Regions from separate parts of the Mus musculus genome. Here regions 1 and 2 are each linked to region 3. Evidence: chromatin contacts called from public HiChIP or PLAC-seq data. All regions are on one chromosome and are shown on one strand. Each heading gives the region's core, a stretch centred on a gene start, on an enhancer-like site or on the middle of the called end of the contact. The rest is flanking DNA. Distances are from core to core; before and after follow the strand shown.

Evidence for each region. HiChIP or PLAC-seq counts read pairs in DNA pulled down with a chosen protein or histone mark.
Region 1: a contact with region 3 is called in an H3K4me3 HiChIP or PLAC-seq map of embryonic stem cells, with 15 read pairs. The contact joins the enhancer-like site here to the promoter of 1600020E01Rik in region 3. A contact is called at or near these places in 7 of 39 promoter capture datasets (the C10 cell line, the HPC-7 cell line, cranial neural crest and 4 more), 1 of 15 datasets of contacts at CTCF or cohesin (embryonic stem cells), 11 of 484 Hi-C or Micro-C datasets (B cells, CD4 T cells, the G1E-ER4 cell line and 4 more), 10 of 115 datasets of contacts at active chromatin or transcription factors (the HPC-7 cell line, the SCID.adh cell line, effector CD8 T cells and 5 more) and 4 of 9 other capture datasets (adipose tissue, embryonic stem cells, liver and 1 more).
Region 2: a contact with region 3 is called in an H3K4me3 HiChIP or PLAC-seq map of bone marrow-derived macrophages, with 2.0 times the contacts expected there. The contact joins the enhancer-like site here to the promoter of 1600020E01Rik in region 3. A contact is called at or near these places in 1 of 484 Hi-C or Micro-C datasets (nephron progenitors), 3 of 115 datasets of contacts at active chromatin or transcription factors (bone marrow-derived macrophages, embryonic stem cells and pancreatic cancer cells) and 2 of 9 other capture datasets (liver and pancreatic islet).

The regions. Positions count from the first base shown.
Region 1 is chr6:86,384,914-86,388,984 of GRCm38.p6, forward strand. It overlaps Pcyox1 (prenylcysteine oxidase 1), which reads right to left. Exons shown (of 6, transcript NM_025823.4): 6 at 1,093-4,071. The coding sequence ends at 3,800. Among named protein-coding and RNA genes, the nearest start is that of Gm52865, 4.3 kb to the left of the region's middle. Within about 2 kb of position 2,613, at least 20 of the 459 cell types and tissues checked have an H3K27ac peak or open chromatin away from gene starts, as enhancers often do. A contact at or near this core is called in liver, pancreatic islet and trophoblast stem cells, where this site is marked.
Region 2 is chr6:86,776,798-86,780,725 of GRCm38.p6, forward strand. All of the region lies in intron 1 of Anxa4 (annexin A4), which reads right to left. Among named protein-coding and RNA genes, the nearest start is that of Anxa4, 15 kb to the right of the region's middle. Within about 2 kb of position 2,619, at least 34 of the 459 cell types and tissues checked have an H3K27ac peak or open chromatin away from gene starts, as enhancers often do. A contact at or near this core is called in bone marrow-derived macrophages, where this site is marked.
Region 3 is chr6:86,525,730-86,529,877 of GRCm38.p6, forward strand. 1600020E01Rik (RIKEN cDNA 1600020E01 gene) reads left to right here and starts at 1,601. Exons shown (of 5, transcript NR_037960.1): 1 at 1,601-1,704; 2 at 2,162-2,245. Pcbp1 (poly(rC) binding protein 1) reads right to left here and starts at 460. Exons shown (of 1, transcript NM_011865.4): 1 at 1-460. The coding sequence starts at 186. Gm38676 (a long non-coding RNA gene) reads left to right here and starts at 3,035. Exons shown (of 2, transcript XR_869219.1): 1 at 3,035-3,677.

The DNA of each region.
Region 1 (4,071 bases), core at 1,363-3,862, 140 kb before region 3:
CCTCCTTGCCCTTTCAACTTTTGAACCTGTTTTTTCCTATAAAAAGTCTACCCTGCGAGCAGAGTAGCACTGCAATTAGCCTCCCGAGTCTTTTTAGCGGTGCTGTTTTGCCAGTATTGTGGTGTGCATTCAGTAAACTATTCTTGCTTAACTGAGATCAGTGTTTGGTTTGTTTGGCGATTCCTGAGCCCCAACAATACCGTAAGGCGTAGAACTCAAAAAGAAAGAGAACCTGGAGAGACGGCCCCATGTCAAAAAGCACTGGCTGCTCTTCCAGAGGATTCAGGTTTGGTTCCCAGCACCCAGATGGTGGCTCACAACCATCTGTAACTCTAGTTCTGGGTGATTTGATGCCCTTTCCCCACCTCTGTAGGGAGCAGGCAGCAGGCACCCACATGGTGCAGACAAAAACATATACACATAAAATAATAAACATTTTTTAAAAAGACAAAGCCCATCAAACTGTCCTGAGAGAACGCCCCTTCCTTCAGAGGGCTAACTTGGGAACTTCCCCTCTGTATCTCTCTCTGCCTCCTCTTGAGAAGTTTAACTCTTCTCTGCCCATGGTCAGTACCTTTACTCCCACACCTTTGGCTTATCCCTGTAGCTCCAGGCAGAGCAAACAAGTCAAGAGTCCAGAGTGAACATGCTGGACCCAAGGCCACAAGCTCACCTGCTTTGGTGCTTGGGGCAGCTCCAATTGCCAAGCGTCTGTAAAGCTTGGGGTGAGGGGACAACTGAGAGCAAGGGCAAGAAGCTGTCCTGTAACAGCCCAAAGGGGATCAGTCTCTCTCTGATCCCTCACTACCCCCTCCTATAGCTGTCCTTCCAGCTGCAGACGCTCCTCGTGACACCAGCCAACAGATGTGATCTTCCACCCAGAATCCGGATTGAGACCTCCCTGGGAATTTTCTGGCCCAGTCTTTACACAGAAGCTGTGCTTATTGGAAGGGAGAAGGTTGTCAATCTTCACCATCTTTCCTTGTTGAACTATGAGCATGCTCAGTAGGTTATATCCTTTTTTTTTTTTTTTTTTTTTTTTGAAACAGGGGCTCACACTTTGCTCTGTATTTATTTATTTATTTATTTATTGCTACTCCTACTATTATTAATTTAGACAAGGACTCAGTGTGTTACCCTGGCTGTCCTGGATGGAACTCACTATGTAGACCAGGCTGGCCTTGCACTCACAAAGATCCACCTGCCTCTATATTGAACTCAGGAGATTTGTCTGCCTCTGTCTCCCAAGCCCTGGGATTAAAGGCATGTGCCACCACATCTGGCTAAAGATTTTTCTTAATTTTTTAAATTGACATAAATGTGTACTTTGCCTGTAGCTCTAAACCACTGAGACAACTCTCTGGCCCACCAGCAAAACTTTAAATTACAAGCCTAAGTATATCCCATTGCAAATCAAGTCCACAAACGGTAGAAACTTAGTTATCCTGTATGTCCCTGCATCTGCAGCGCCCCCCCCCCGCTTAGGTGCTGCTGCTTTTGCTGGTCTGAAAATACTCAGTGGAAAATACCAGAAAGAGCTGGTGGATGTGAAGGCACACACCTTTAATGCCAGGACCCAGGAGGCAGAAGCAGGCTGTCTGTATGACTTGAGGCCAGCCAACGCTACATAGTGAGGCCCTGTCTACAAAATGAAAAAGAAAAAAAAAAAAGAAGAAAGAAAGAAAGAAAAGAAAAAGAAGAGAAACAGACCAGAAGTTGTAAGTTTTAATTGACTTCCAATTGTTACAATTCTTCTATTTTATAATTATTGTTGTTAATCTCTTACTGTGCCAAATTTATAAATTAACACTTTACCACAGGTATATTGTACATGTGGAAAATAGAACATGTGGGGCTCACTGCTTCCCAGTTCCGGGTGCCCACTAGGGGTCATGAAACACTCCCGCTCTGAGGAGGCGCGCTGCACAAATCCACCGTACGAATCCACGAGAGTGCTATATTTCTGAGTGTTGTGTTTTTGACAAACCACATTCCTTAACACCACAGCAGAAAAAAATACAAATGTCTCTAAATGAATTAGAAAAAAGCCAACCTTCTGATTAAACTATGAATTTAATTTCTGTCACCATATCAAATATATCACCGCTGCTTTCTCCACACATTATTAATTCCTACAGCTAGAGTAGGGAAAAATAATTTTTAAGAATCAGGCTTTTTAAGACCGCTTTATTGAAGCAACGCTATAACCTGGTGAAGAGTTTTGATTTTTATTCCTTGAGATAGGGTGTTGCCACAGCCCAGGCTGGCTCTGAACTTTTGATCCTCTCGCTTTGTCACAAAGGTATGGATGACAGGCAAGTACCACCAAAGCAGGCAAAATTACTTTTTTTCCCTCTTAATACTAGTGGCTATGATAGTCACTGGAGACCTATGAGCAGTGGACTAAACACCAGATTTCTTGAGCTTGTCTACGTAAGAGAAATCTGACTCCCATGTGCAGCTACAACTGAGCGCCACTGTATTAAGATTTCAGCAACGGCCCCTCACTGCGCATGCCCAGCATCTGATACGCGTCCCTCTGAACTCACGCAGCCATGAAGACCTGGTTCTAAGGCCAACTGCTCTGGGCTCACTCAGGCCGCCTCTGCTCTAGTGTTCGTTCCCTTGGAGACCACAGCTGATTAACCATCGAGCAGCCAGTCACCTCTGGCACCGGTCTGCTGTGGTTTTGATTTGTGTTGCTTAGCACTTTTAAGGCACTCAAAGCTCTCTATCTGACACCCAGGACCTGCTCACCCTTGGCTGCATGCGAGGAACTTGATCTTGACAAAGCTTTAGAGCCAAGACCCCATCTTCAACCTAGGAAATTCCATTCTCTGGATGTCGATCCTGAAGCTCTTGAGGCTGGCAATGTAGCTCAGTGGTAGAGCATTTGTCTGGGATACTCGGGGTCCTGGGTTCAATCCCCACAGTATAGAAAAACAGACCTCCTCAAGTTAATAGTTTATATATTAAATAGTTTCTCAAGTTAATAGTTTATATATTTGGTTCCAAATCACAGGCTATCTCTGCTTCTATCTCTGAATCTATCCCTGATAAAGCCGAGGCAGAAGCAATCAAAAGTCACATTCTTAAAGTCAGGACTTCAGGCTTTGAGAACATTCTCATCAAAAGAGTATAAACTGCCAGGAACTGGGAAACATCTGTATTCCAGCACATAGGAGGCTGAGACAGGAGGATTGCTGTGATTTCAAGACCAGCCTGGGCTGCATAATGAGTTCCAGCCTGGGGTGCAGACTAAGACCCTAGTTGTAACATCCCCCAAAGAAGAAAAGAGAGACAAGAAAAGATTACAATCTAAACAAACCCAGGCCCACACCAGCCCAATGACCTAACCCAGATGTTTATGAAGTTCCAGGTGACTCTTAAAACCAGACAAGCCTGGGAAAATCCAATGTTTCCCCAGTTATCCAGCCACGCCTCATGTGGAGGGCCTGGAATCAAATCCCAGGCTCTCCGGAGACTGAGGCAGGAGGATTCCACCTGGACAACTTAGTGAGACCCAGTCTCAAAAGAAAAACCACAAAGGAGGGCTAGGGATATAGCTCAGCTCAAGAGGGGAACACTTGCCCAGCATGCACGGGGCCTCAGGTTCAATCCTCCTGTACCGCCCCCAAATCCAGAGTGATGACATTCTGACAGAAGAACACATTCTCCGAGGAACAGGAACGCTGTGTTTTCTCATGACCCACATGAGGAGTACCAGGAAAGGTTCAAATTCCTCTCTGCTGACTCGGTCCTTCGAGAGCAGGACGCTCGGGGGAGGGGCAGTGCTCAGTTACAGCTCCGTCTTAAGCCTTTCATACAGGTCGTCCTGATCAATCATGTCCTCATTGCCGTTCCAGCGGTGGTAGGCGAGGAGAGCTGCGTTGTAGCCGGCAATGGCGCTCATTTCCATGCAGCTGGCCGCAAACTCGATGCCATTGAGGTAATAGAGCCGGTCGTGGAGGATGATGGAGGGACATTTCTGAGGAGGCTCATAGTGAGGATAGGACAGCCATGGCTTCCGCACAGCATAATCATAGGACAGGAAGAGCTTTGAAATTTGTT
Region 2 (3,928 bases), core at 1,369-3,868, 250 kb after region 3:
ACACAAGGGAGACAGGAATACAAGGCTGGAGAGACGGCTCAGCACTTAAGAGCACTTGTTCCTGTAAAGGACCAGAACGTGTTCTATTCCCAGCATCCACATGGTGGCTCACAACCATCTGTAACTCCAGTTCTGAGGGATCCAACACCTTCTTCTGTTCTCTGTGGCCACTGCATACACTTGGTACACACACGTACATGCTGGCAAAAACATCCATACACATGAAATAGAAGTAAATAAATATTTGCTGTCTTTTTGAGACATGGTCTCACTGTGCAGCCCTGGGTGTCCTGGAATTCTCTATGCAGACCAGGCTAGCCTTCAATTCACAGAAATCCTCCTGTCTCTACTTCCTGAGTGCTGGGATCAAAGGCATGAGCCACCATACCCAGGTAATAAATCCTTTAAAATAGGAAACAGGAATAGAAAAGGGGGATGGGTGAGTCCCAGAGGAAATAAATTCCTGCCAGGTTGGATTATTGGGGTACAGAGAACTTTAGGGAGCACCTGGCCCTGATTTTCAGGCAGTTAACAGCATCACCTACAGCAAATGGTGGCAGAGTGCCACAGTAGCTCAAAGGCTCTGTGCTGACTCACTGTGGGCAGCATAGGCGGACCCTACAACCAGAGAGCCTGTGCCGTCCTTCCAATGAGAAGTCCAGATCCAGGGGCAGAGAGGGAAGCCAGCTGACTTTTCATTTAGTCAAAATTTCCCCATCGTAGCCACTCAGAACAGAATTCTCTTTAAAGCTCATCTCATCTTCCCTCCAAAATAAAGTGGTGGAGTCCTGGGGACTATTTGTTCTTATAATCTTTATATACATACTTCCTATATATGGGCCAAGGTGTAGTTTCTCATGTTTCAGTTTCCTCATGGGCTACATAGAATCAATACCAAGAATTAGTAATATGAGGACTAATCAAGCTATGACCCCAAATTCTTAGAATGGTAAACACATTGTGAACCTGACAACATCTCTCTATTCTCTTTACTACTATTTGTTCTAGAACAATCTGGCCCCATATGTGAGAACTGACTGTACACAACAGTGGGATCAAGTGAAACAGATCCAAGATTGTTCAGAGTGAAACTTTCTGGGCACTTAGTGATAGAAGAGGTTTTTACCCAGCAGCAATGCCAGGTGGCTCTTTTGTCAGGCATTAGGACAAAAGTGACTCCACCCAACCCAGAACGTACCTATCTTACCTCAAGCAAATATCAAAGAGACAGGAAGTCCCGGCACCAGAGTCTGGTAGTAGTAAAGCCCCCATCCATCATCACCTTAGTGGTTTTTGTTTGGTTGTAAGCTAGGAAGCCACGTGGAAAGGAGAGGTTAGAGACCAACCAGAGCTACTCAGAGGCAATCACGGTGGTTAGATGCAAGCAAGATGGCTGCTATCAGGCCAAGGTAAACCTGCGGGTCATTCTCTCGCAATAGACTTTCCCTCTATGTGTCTGTTGTCACGGACTATCTATTCACAGCTTCCCTGATGCAGACTTACAGGATGAAACTGAGTTCTGTGGATAAATGCTGGCTGGCGATGGCTGCAAAAATAATGTGACTCTATACTTAGACACGGTAACTAATTCAATTTATGTGTATTTTACCTCAGCTTTTGTGTATGTGTGCATGTGCACATACATGCTCTTTTGGGTGCATGTATGTATGTAGGTATGTGCATACATGTGAGTGTGGAGGTCAAAAGGTCAACTTTAGGTGTCATTCCTTCTTAAGCATCCTGTCTTTTGAGACCACATCTCTCACTGGCCTGGAGCTTGCCAAATAGACCATTCATGTTGCCTCTAAGTATGTACCTCCACGTCCAGATGGTCGGTCTGGGTTCAGAGGACCAAACTCGGGTTCTAGCCAAGCTATCTTTCCATTTCCTTAAAATGTGTCCTTTAGGGCTGGAAAGATGGCTCAGTGGTTAAGAGCACTGACTGCTCTTTCAGAGGTCCTGAATTCAAATCCCAGCAACCACATGGTGGTTCACAACCATTTGTAATGAGATCTGATGCCCTCTTCTGGTGTGTCTAAAGATAGCTACAGTGTACTTATATAATAAATAAATAAGAAAATAAATCTTTTTTAAAAATGTGTCCTTTAAAAAATCCTTTATAAAAATCCTTAATCATGTATGATCTGTGCATTTTCTGATATGAAAGACATGGCCTTAGGCTAGCAATTGCTTCTGGGAACCTATTGCCCATGCCTCCCACTTACGAACACCCACTCCAAAGCAAACTGACTCAGCAAAATCCAAAAGCCCACATGGCTTTCCCACAGCATCATGGGTAAAATTTTGTCTTCTCAGTGTAACAGTCACTTAAAGGGAGACTGCCAACAATGAGGCTCTTTCTTTGGGTTACATCATGTTTCCTGATCAATCTGGGATGATTTTGGAATCGGAAGCCCTCACAGACCTGTGGCGGGTCCCTTAGTTTCACAGTCTTCCTTTAGGAAGGTGTAGGTACACTGTGCTAGGCATATTCGGATCTCGTGCTGAACCCATCAGTACCAATCTCTAGTTCTTGTGGGGAGAGTGGGGAGCAGGAGGTGTGGAGAAAGGGGAACCCCATGCACTCGGGGTACAGATGTCATGTTGGCTCATCAGTCATGAGAAGTGACCAGGAGGTTCCTCAAAAATGCTAAAACTAGGGCAGCTGAGATCACTAAGCTGGTAAAGGCACTTGCTGCCAAGCCCCGAGACCTGAGTTCAAGCCTTAGAATCCACATGGTGGAGAGAGAGAATCGACGTGCTAAGCTTGTCCTGTGACCTTCACACACAATGCGGCACGTACCCCCCACCCCACAAAAAAATCCAGGCAAAATGTAACAAACAATTTTTAAAGTTAAAACTGGACCAGGGGAGGGAGCTGAACAGAGAAGAGAGTTCAGTAATTAAGAGCACTTGCTGATCTTGCAGAGGACCTAGGTTTAGTTCCAAATACTGACATAGTGGTTCACAACTGTCCTTGACTCCCCTTCCAGAGGATCTGACTCCCTTTTTTGGTCTGCCAAGGCACCAGACATGCACTTAGTAAATACACAGACATACAGACAGACAAAATACTCTTAAATGTGAAACAAAAATAAGTAAATCCTTAAAAAGCCTAGGACTGGAGGAGTGTGACTTTAGAACCCTTGCCCACCTGTGTGAAGCTCGGGCCACTCCTAACACCACCCCCACCAAACAATAAAACTGAACAGAACCCAATAGCAGCACCACTCAACAGCAGCCAACCATACAATCAACCTAACCATCAGCAAGTGGAGGACAAAGAGAAAGTGGGAAATCCACATCTGGGTTGCTTTTTGACTTTTAAAGGCTATGTGGTCCTTTGACAACAAATCAGAGAAAGGAGCGTTGTGCTAAGTGAGAAAAGCCAGATGGAGAAGACCTGCAGTGCACGTGGACTGTAATCACTCAGGGAGAGCACAGGGCCTGGGGGCTTGCACCAGGTGTCTTCCAGCATCCAGGAAGTGGAGGCAAAAGGGTAGAGAGTTTGAGGGAGGACAGTGGTGGTTTCTGGAGCTGGGAGTCTGGGAAGGAAGGTCGATGGCCAAAAGGCTCCAACACATCAGTGAAGGGAGGAGTCGTCGTATGGTGCGGTGAATGGGACAAAAATCATCTCCTGCTTCAAAATCACTGAGAGTAAATCTTAAATATTCTCACCATAAAGAAAAGTGAAGAGGCTGGGGTGGTGGATATGCCAAGTAACTTGATTTAATTACTCACTATGTATTCCTAAAGTACAGTATCACTTTGCATCCCAGATACATGCAATCACTACTTATCCATATTCAATCTTTTTTTCTTTTCAAGGGGGGTTGGTGTTTGTTGTCATTGTTTGGTTTGGCTTGGTTTAGTTTTTCGAGAAAGGGTTTCTTTTGTGTGTAGCCCTGGCTGTGCTGAAACTCTGTAG
Region 3 (4,148 bases), core at 351-2,850:
AGTCAGCGTGATGATCCTCTCCGGGCAGTTCCCCTCCGAGATGTTGATCCGCGCGCCGCTCTCCTCGCGGATCCTCTTCACCGACTCCCCTTTCTTCCCGATGATGCTGCCTACTTCCTTTCCGTGCATCAGCAGCCGAATGGTGAGAGTCACGTTGAGTCCGCTTTCAGTCACACCGGCGTCCATGGCGAGCGGCGGGCGGCGTTCGGGAGTTGGGCTCGTTACGTGGTCAAGTCCTGGGCGGCTGGCGGGGGAGGGGAGGAGTAGGCCCGAACTGCCGGCGCGAGGCGAGCGGGGGGCCGCAGGAGCGGGCGGGCGCGGGCGGGAGGCCGCGGCGGCGTCGCAGGACTGGCGGCGGCGGCGACGGGGGCGAGCGGGACCGGGAGCGGTCGACGGGCGGGTGGGCGAGGGCGCGGCGGTGGCGACTCCGGCGGCAGCCTCGGCGGTCTGGGCGGGGCGGGAAGCCCGCTTTCAACCCCGCGTACCCTCTGACCCCGGAAGTGCTTTCCGCGCAGGACCCCTAGGAGAAAAAAAAGAGGACCGGCTTTTTTAGGTCACAAGACTGCGCCAGCGCGCGCGACCCTTGAGAAAAATAACCCGGTGGCACCGCCGTCGGGTTGAAAACGGACAACGTGGGCAAAACTGGGGACCCGGCAGAGATTGAGAGGGAGCACGTGTTTTGTTAACCCTAGCGGCTCCGGCAGGGGACTGGGAAAATATACTGGTTTTGTGCCGGGGACAGATAATTGTTTCCCGGTCCGCCCAAGGATTCGATGGCGGAGCGATACAGGCATCGGCGGAGGCCGCTGCAGGCGGGAGCTAGGCCGCCGCGGGTCGAAAACGTGCGCGGGAGGGGACCAGGGCGCATGCGCGGCAGCGAGGGGGGGCGCGAGCGGCCCGCGTTGGCTTCCGTGGGGGGAGGGGCGGCGAGGCGAGGCGCGGCCCGGCGGCTGTGCACGCGCTCTGCTGGGCACGTGGGGCCCCTTCGTCCCCGGCGTCCGGGCGCCTGGTCCCAGCCCCCACCTTGGCCTCCGTCCGGCGGCTGCGTCCGCGACGCAGAGAGACTCGAGCGAGAGTCACCCGCCCCGGCGAGTGCCGCTCGGGCTAGTGGCGTTAGGAACGGGGGCCGCTGGAATGGCGTCCACTTACATAATGCTTTGTTTGCACTTGGTCGGCTCCGGTTAGGGAAGCCCTCGGAGGCGCTACCTCCTGCCCTCGTGTTTTATGTCCCACGATAGTTCCCGAGACCTTAGAGGAGCGGTGCGCACTGACGGCGTGCCGGCATGGCCCCCCGCATGTCCGCGCTGGCTCGCCCGCCGCCTGGACCACGCTTTCGGGAGGCGGCCAAGCCTGGGCGCCGCCGCCATCTTGGGAGGTCGCCCTGACCGAGGCCTCCCGCCGGGAAATGGCCCTCGAGACGCTGGAGAGCGCCTTGTGCTTTCTTTGCCGGCTCCTCGTGCCGCCGCCATAGTCAGCCTGGAGGAGGTCGTGTGAAGGAACGTGTTGTTTAATACTTGGCCGAAAGGACCAGCGTGGCGTTCCTCACCCCACCGCCACCCCACCCCCGAGCGGGGAGGGCTGGCGGCCATGTTTCCCAACAAAATGGCGACACGTGTCGCCATCGAAAAATTGGGCCGGGTCTGAAAGCTCTAGAATGTGCCTTTCATCAGTCTCAGAATTTCCCATAGGATGAAACAGCAAGAGGTGCTTTTGGAAGAAAGTTAATTCCCTTGGTGGGCAGGAGAATAAATAAAATGCAGGCCTGACACGGGATTTTTAAAAAACTGAGTAATGGCAGGCAGGTGTGTGCCTGTGTGTGTGCGTGCGCGCGTGTGTGCACAGTATGTAACCAAGTACCCAAGCATCTAGAAAAAATTTCTAGTTTTTTTCTAGATGTTGTACAGGTGGTGCTGTAACTGATTTAAGATTGTTATGCCTAATAAGCCATAGAATGGCAATGTCTCACTATTCAACTGTCCAGTGATCCTAAAGTTCACAGTTATGTCCACTTTTCCACCTTTACAGTCAAGAGGAACAGATTGTGGGTGTGGGTGTGCCACAGCAGATTCCATTCTAAACATTTTATCCCATGCAATATATATTTTTTTTAATTGAAAATTCCATGAAGTGGGTATTTATTTCTCTTTCTTTTCCCCAACAGAGCAAGACAATCCCAGAGAGATGAATGAAGTGAATGACCCAAGGTTACACAGGATGGAACCTATATCTTCTGATTTCTCTACTGGTGAGCACCTTTTGCAGATTTTTTTATTTGAATCAGAGTTTTAGAATTTAATTTTGCTGAGCTGGTTATCAGACATAGGATCTCTAACTTTTTAGCCAAGCTGTCTACCACTACGCCACAGTTTTGTGTGTGTGGTTTTTTTTTTTCAGTGCAGAGGCACTGAGCTCTGGATCCTCCTGTCTCACTTCACAAACACTGGAATGACAGGATGTGCCACCACTGGCATGTTGAGGGCATGGTAGGAAACACCTTTAATCCCATCACTGGGGAAACAGAAACAGGTAGATCTTTGAGAATTTGAGGCCAGCTGGGGCTACAAAGTGATACCCTGTTTCAAAAAAAAAAAGAGAAAGAAAAGAACTGACTTGTGTGAACTTGTCATTTCTAAAGGAGCCACTCAGAACCCCCCCCCCCCCCCCCCCCCCCCCCGCCCCGCACCTGTTTGTATGTTCCGTGCCTTCACTTATTCCTGGTGTTAGTGACATTTGTTTAGGCTCAAATATTATTTTACAAAGCCTCTGGATGAGGACAGGAAGAGGATGTGATTCAGGCTTGCCCAAAAGTTCAGTATCTGTTCATCTGGCCTCATCTGAGGCCCATTTCCCTCCACCTGGCTCCAAGGGAGCAAGCGAGCAGTTCCCTAGAGACTTGCTTTCCTCAGTTGCTTGTGGATGGATTTCTGGTTTCTCCATCCCAGTCCTTTAAGCAGATAAAATAAGTTACTTTACCTGGTTCCAATCATCTATTTCTCTTTAAATATTGACAGAGCATGGAGGAATATTAGATAAATCATAACTTGTGACTCCTCAAACCATGCGGCCTTCACTATTCAGTGTATTCAATTAAGTTCAATGTAGGTCATAAATCAGCTTTTTTCGTAAAAGCAGCACAGATGCATGTGGTATGGAATTATAATTACAGAGAGGTTATAACCTTCATTTAAATTTGTTAAATACTCATGGAAATGAGTGTATAGTTAGGTATGTTTAAATTTATTAAACTCACCTGGTCTAGAAGGTGAGGGTACTTCTCAGGAATAGACTCAAGCTCCCAATTAGGTCAGCTATTTCTACCCATAATTCCTAAAATCATGTACTGAAGTCTGCAAATAGCTATTTATTAGGCTCACATTTAAAAATTAGGTTGGGTTTTTGTTGTCTTGTTTTAAGACAGGGTATCGCCATGTAGCCCTGGCTAGCCTGGAACTTCTTTTGCAGACCAGGCTGGCTTTGAACTCCGAGCGATTCATCTGTCTGTCTCTGCCTCTCCAAAGTTCTGGGAATAAAGATGTGTAGCACCACACATGGCAAGCAAAAGAAGACTTGGGGGTTTTTTTGTTGTTGTTGTTTTTCAAGAAAGAGTTTCTCTGTGTAACAGCCCTGGGGCTGTCTTGGAACTTAGTCTATAGACCAGGCTCAGCTTGTACTCCGATGTAGGTAGTGGATAGCGCAACAAACATGTACTGGAGTGGCTGTGGCTGTGTGGGTGTCGGAGAGAAGAGCTTTTTGATTGAAATTACATTTAGATCACATGTCAAACTTTTCTTTTTTCTTATATATTTTTAAAATTTTTGTCTTTTTTATTTTTTGGATTTTTTTTTTTTAAGATTTATTTATTTATTATATGTAAGTACACTGTAGCTGTCTTCAGACGCACCAGAAGAGGGCATCAGATCTCATTACGGGTGGTTGCTGGGATTTGAACTTTGGACCTTCGGAAGAGCAGTTGGGTGCTCTTACCCACTGAGCCATCTCACCAGCCCTGTTTGTTTGTTTTTGAGACAGGGTTTCTCTGTGTAGCACTGGCTGTCCTGGAACTAACTCACTTTGTAGACCAGGCTGGCCTCGAACTCAGAAATCTGCCTGTCTCTGCCTTCCAAGTTTTTGTCTTGTTTTGTTTTGTT